Regions from separate parts of the Arachis hypogaea genome. Here region 2 is linked to region 1. Evidence: chromatin contacts called from public Hi-C data. All regions are on one chromosome and are shown on one strand. The core of a region is the stretch at or near the end of the contact, and the rest is flanking DNA. Distances in the headings are between cores, read along the strand shown. Region 1 has its middle 18 kb from the start of LOC112728128. Region 2 holds the start of LOC140176855.

Region 1 (2,881 bases), core at 346-2,845:
ATCATGTCACTGCTTTTAGTTTTTAAAATATAATATCAATTTATTCTCCATTCAATCAATGAGGTTGGTTGTATATGCGAAAGCAACATTTGACTAAACTTATAGTGATCGATCTGAATCACTTATAATTTAATGTTTTGAACTTATTCCATGTTTGCATAACCAAGATAGTTTAATTAGGTGAACATTATTGAAATCATAAGGCTTAATGAAAGCATTAGTCATCATTTGGATTGCTAGCTTAAGCATTATATCTTGTGTTTGATCTTTAGAGGTGACGTATATATATAGATGATTTCATGGTTAGCCTTATATTCACCAAAAAGTAAACTTGGACTAGATTAGAATTAGGCGTTGACTATAGTAGACAGATATATATTCGAGAATTTATGTCTGATTATCCAAGAATTAGATAAACATTAAATGGTAACCACTTGACATGGATTAAATTAAATCTTTCATCTATCTCACTTCTGTATTATCAAGGAAGAAGATGATGATAATTTTAAGATAAAAAAGGTCATGTTACTCCATGAGTAACATGGAAAGGGATAATATTCTCATACAATTATTAATAATTAAGGATTATAGTTAGGAGTAGCAACACTATTCGAATTTGTGGGTATTCATTTCGTTCTTATCCGTTCAGGACAAGTAATTACGTGTTTTGGTGCAGAGCAGAATTTTGAGCGGGATGGGACGGGATCTGATTTAGGTAATAAAATAATTAGTAAAATAATTAATAATATTGTATTATATTTAAATTTTTATTTTAATTTTATTTGTTGGATTTTAATAATTATAAGGATGGATAGAAGTGGGACGGATTAGAATTCAACTTTTTATTACTACTCATTGATACGAGTAGGGCAGATTCTATGCGAATTATTAATTGATGGAGGTCGGGTAGGACAAACACCCGTCCCATTGCCACTCCTAATTATAGTAGGTTTGATAAAAAAATGATATTTAAATTATTCTTTATACTTTTTTATATATCTTTTTTATAATATAAAAGGATTTTTTTATTTTTTTATGTTTTGTTTTTTCACTTTTCATCAATTACTTTTAATAATATTAGAACTAGAAAATATACAAAAAATATATATACATATAAATAAATAAAGAGTATATTATTATTATTATTATTATTATTTATCTTGGTCAGAGATCTATCATTTCAACTCTTGCAAAGTCTTCATATTCAAGGATATCTTCATTGGTTTCTACGATAACTTATTAAACCTGCTGTAGTTTTTTTTTTTTTTTTTTTTTTGGTCTACACCACACTCACCACACTTACGCACACTAAAAGAATTTTATATATTCCACTCCTGGAATTTGAATCCTAATGCAGGTTGATCAAAGGCTTATGATTTTTTTTTTCTGGTCATGAAGGCTTACAAATCTTTTATCTGTATTTAGTCTCAGTTGCAACTTGCTGTAGTTTTTCTTTGTGGTATCGAACCTGCTGTAGTTGTTATTCAGTTTTTTTTCCTTTTTTTTGTCAGAGTTTTTATCTTTATGAAATAGTAGTACCTTTATTTTCCATTTGGTTTTAGGCTAGCTTCCAAATTATTCGGCCCATTTCTATGTGGCATAAATCTTTCAAGACCGGGCCTAACAATGGCCTATATAACAACCTTACCCATACCGACCCGACCAAAAAAAATAAGATACCAAGCTTATATAGTTTTATTGTCATACTTGACAAAAAATACTCAACTTTTAAAATAGGTTAAATTATACAACTAGTCTCTATATTTTCACTGGAATTACAAATTGGTCCTTCCATTTTAAAAGTTTGTAATTGAGTCCCTAAACAAAATTAAATTTTTTAATTAGTTCCTCAATAACGTTTACCGTAAAAAAAAAATCCACATTTACCATAATATCCTCTTCTTCTTTTCCACTTTTTTTCCTTCACCTCTCTTCAGAATTTCTGTTCTTTTTTAACAATAACAATACGGCTTCAACAACCACAATTCCAGAATCGTTGAATCATGAATCATGTCTAAACTCAATTCAATTCAACCCAATTATATTTAAATTAGCAATAATCAAGGACTTCACCTCATCACAAACAAAATCTTTCTCTCTTGTATTATTATTCAAATTTGTTATTTGATAAAATATATATCATATAATTTATCATTTTCTCTTCAATAATAACCATTTCAGAGTTAACAGTGAGATCAATCGAGGATGGTAGTATCAGAGGCATTCATGAAGATCCAGGTTCCACAGCAGAAGTTTACGATGGAGTTAGGTTTCCAGCAGTGGTGGCTCCTCCTGCAACAATGATAGTGTTACTTACGGAGTCTATCAAGAATAATAGAGAGTACCTGGATTCTCTAATTTGGGAAAGAGGTCGTGGTGTTCAAGGGATTCCCGATCCAAAACCCCTCTGACTTCAACAACGTCGTAGAAGCCTTCAGTTTTGAGGAGTTTTCCTACCACGGTGGCGTCGCTCCCCGCAGTAACGTTATTTGCCGTGTGTTCACCGCCAATGAGTCTCCACTGAAGCCGTTTCCGAAGTAGCCTTCACAGGAGCAGGTTATGGCGTTGGCCTTAGAGTCTTCGGCATCGGTCCAAGGAAGGTAAGAAGGGAGAATTGGCCATGGCTTTGAAGAGTGATGGCGCGATTGTTGTTGCTGCTGCGATCTTAAGAGAGGAACTTGATTGTGAAGGTTGGCATTGGAGCGTGAAGAATTGGAAGAGTATGTGAGGAAGTAGAGAAAGAGAGAAATGGAGTTGAGGATGAAGAAGAAGAGGAGAGTGTTGAGAAGCAACGTGTTCCTTCAATTCATGATGCTATTTCCTCTTTTTCCTCTGTTTTGAAAAGTGGAGAAATGATAGTGAGAGGACTGGAGGAGGGGGT
Region 2 (2,700 bases), core at 95-2,594, 39 kb before region 1:
CGACGATGAAATCGATATTTAAGGATTTGGACTTCGGTCCTTTTCCAAAAGTTGTATATAGGGAGATGAAGCCCAATGGTTTGATGGGAGCATTTCCTAATTCGAAGAGAGTATCTGGATAGGCTTTTAAATCCTTCTCGTCCAACTCCAGCTTATCAAATGCTGTCTTAAACAGTATATCGGCTGAGCTGCCTTGGTCTACCAGGTTCTGTGCAAGTGAGCGTTGGAGAGAATCATGGTAATTACTACCGGGTCTTCGTGTCTGGGTACAATGCCCTATCCATCCTCTCTGGTGAAGGAGATTGTCGGGAGGTCGGGTCTATCATTCCCGACTTGGTAGACATCTTTTAAATGTCTCTTCCGAGATGACTTGGTCAGCCCCCCTCCAGCGAATCCTCCCGTTATCATGTGAACGTGTCGTTCTGGAGTCTGCGGGGGTGGACCTCTCCGGTCAAGGTCTTCGTCGTCTCTTTTCCTTTTTTTGTGATTGTCCGACCTTTCCATGAGATATCTGTCCAACCGACCTTCCCTAGCCAAATTTTCTATCACATTTTTTAGGTCGTAACAATCATTTGTTGAATGTCTGTACAGGTTGTGGTACTCACAATACTCGTTACGGCTTCCACCCTTTTTGTTTTTTATCAGACGCGGGGGAGGGAGCCTCTCGGTGTGACAAATTTTCCTGTAAACGTCAACGAGAGAAACTCGTAACGGAGTATAATTGTGGTACCTTCTGGGCTTCTCGGGTCCGACTTCTTCTTTTTTCTTGGGCTCCTTCTGTTTTTCCTTTGGCTGGTGAGGGTGCCCTAGTCGCCAACTCGGCTATCATAACTTGACATTTTCTTCCATGTTGATATACTTTTCAGCTCGCTCTTGTACATCGTTCAAAGAAGTCAAGTGCCTTTTCAAGATGGACTGGGAAAATGGTCCTTCTCGGAGACCATTGACCAGTCCCATTATTACCGCCTCAGTAGGCAGGTTTTGAATTTCCAAGCATGTTTTGTTGAACCTCTCCATGTAGTCTCTCAGGGGCTCCCCGACCTCTTGTTTGACCCCGAGTAGGCTGGGTGCATGCTTAACCTTATCTTTCTGAATTGAAAACCGTGTGAGGAACTTGCGCGTAAGGTCGTCGAAGCTGGTAACCGACCTGGGGGGTAGGCTATCAAACCACTTCATGGCCGCTTTTGTCAAGGTCGTCAGGAAGGCCTTGCAGTGAGTAGCATCTGATGCATCAGCCAAGTACATCCGACTTTTGAAGTAGCTGAGGTGATGCTTTGGGTTGGTTGTCCCATCATATAGATTCATGTCAGGGCTCTTAAAGTTTCTGGGAACTTTAGCCCGCATGATATCCTTAGTGAAAGGATCCTCTCCCCCAAGTGGGATATCTTCCCGAGTTGTGCGGGAATCCTTGCTCCGAAAGTTAGATTCTAACTTTGAGAGCTTCTCCTCCAGCTCTTTCCGCCGTCTGATCTCCTTCCTTAGGCTCCTTTCTGCCTCGCGCTATCGCTCTAATTCCTGCTCTAGTTGCTCAAGTCGACCCTGATGTCCATGCAGCAATCCCATGAGGTCGGTGCTATGAGGTTATTCTTCCCTTTCAGGGAAACGAACCTCGGAGGGGATTCTTCTTTGATGTTGGTCGCCAGAAGGACCTTCACCATGTGGTTCCTGCATAATTAGAGGAGGTATTGCTAGTGCTTGATCGTTGTTGATCATGTCTTAGTATTCTTGATCTGACTCAGATGTTGTACATTCGTCTTCATACTGATCGTCTGCTATGTAGTGCTAGATCTCAGGTCTCTGGTAACGGCGCCAATGTTCCGAGGATTACCTAAAACCGGATGATGATTGAGCTTATTTGTAAGGCCCAAGCATTCAAGGAAGGTGGTCTTTGACTTGTCCTACGTCAGGGAGCCGCCGTCCGAGTTGTGTGTTTGAAAGGATGGGGGGTGGTACCTGCAAGACACTCCAATGCCTAAGTCAGCAAGGGGTTAAGTAGGTTTAAGTATATTGGGACATAAATATACCTGAGTGTGTCAGAGTATTTATAGGAGATGAGCTAATAACCACCGTTGAAGTAGTTCCACTTCTTATGGTGGATAACCGCCTCTTTATCTTAGGGTTGTTGAGATTTCTCTTCTAAAAATAGGTGAAAGATTCGGGGAAGTAGTTACTTTCGTGAGTAAGCATGAGCTCCCCGTTTTCGTCGAATCCGACCTCGTTAAAGAAGTCATGTGTGCGATAAGATCCATTCTCTTTGTTGGACCTTTTCGCTTTACTGGGCCTGACTTATGTTCTTGAGTCAGAATATGAACAATAACATTATTAGTAAATTAACAACTGAAAAAGTGAAACTATAACAAAAAAATGATTATCTTGCATATTAAATAATTGAATACATGTATTAGAATATCATACATTAAATATAATATTAACCAACAAAACAAAAGACATGATAATAAATATATTTACATGCATAAATTCAGATATGCATGACATGAGTTACAAAATGGTGGAATTTATAATTTCATGAAAATGTGAGCCATCAGCCACATTCTTAGAAGGGAATTAAGGGATCTTAGTATTTTAAAGGATTCATAATATAAAACCAAACTAATGTTTTTATAATGGAAATTATATTAAAATTAAATTCTAATAAAATATTACATACTAGTTGATAAATATCCTTAACACAGTTGTTAA

The links. Hi-C and Micro-C count contacts between places; a contact is called where the count stands out from the background.
Region 2: a contact with region 1 is called in a Hi-C map of leaf, with 4 times the contacts expected there. The contact joins the promoter of LOC140176855 here to the enhancer-like site in region 1. A contact is called at or near these places in 4 of 8 Hi-C or Micro-C datasets (leaf and an unstated tissue).

The regions. Positions count from the first base shown.
Region 1 is chr12:107,812,760-107,815,640 of arahy.Tifrunner.gnm2.J5K5, reverse strand. No RefSeq gene overlaps it. Among protein-coding and RNA genes, the nearest start is that of LOC112728128, 18 kb to the right of the region's middle. Within about 2 kb of position 1,595, at least 2 of the 3 cell types and tissues checked have open chromatin away from gene starts, as enhancers often do.
Region 2 is chr12:107,851,838-107,854,537 of arahy.Tifrunner.gnm2.J5K5, reverse strand. LOC140176855 reads right to left here and starts at 1,344. Exons shown (of 1, transcript XM_072208410.1): 1 at 826-1,344. The coding sequence starts at 1,344. The coding sequence ends at 826.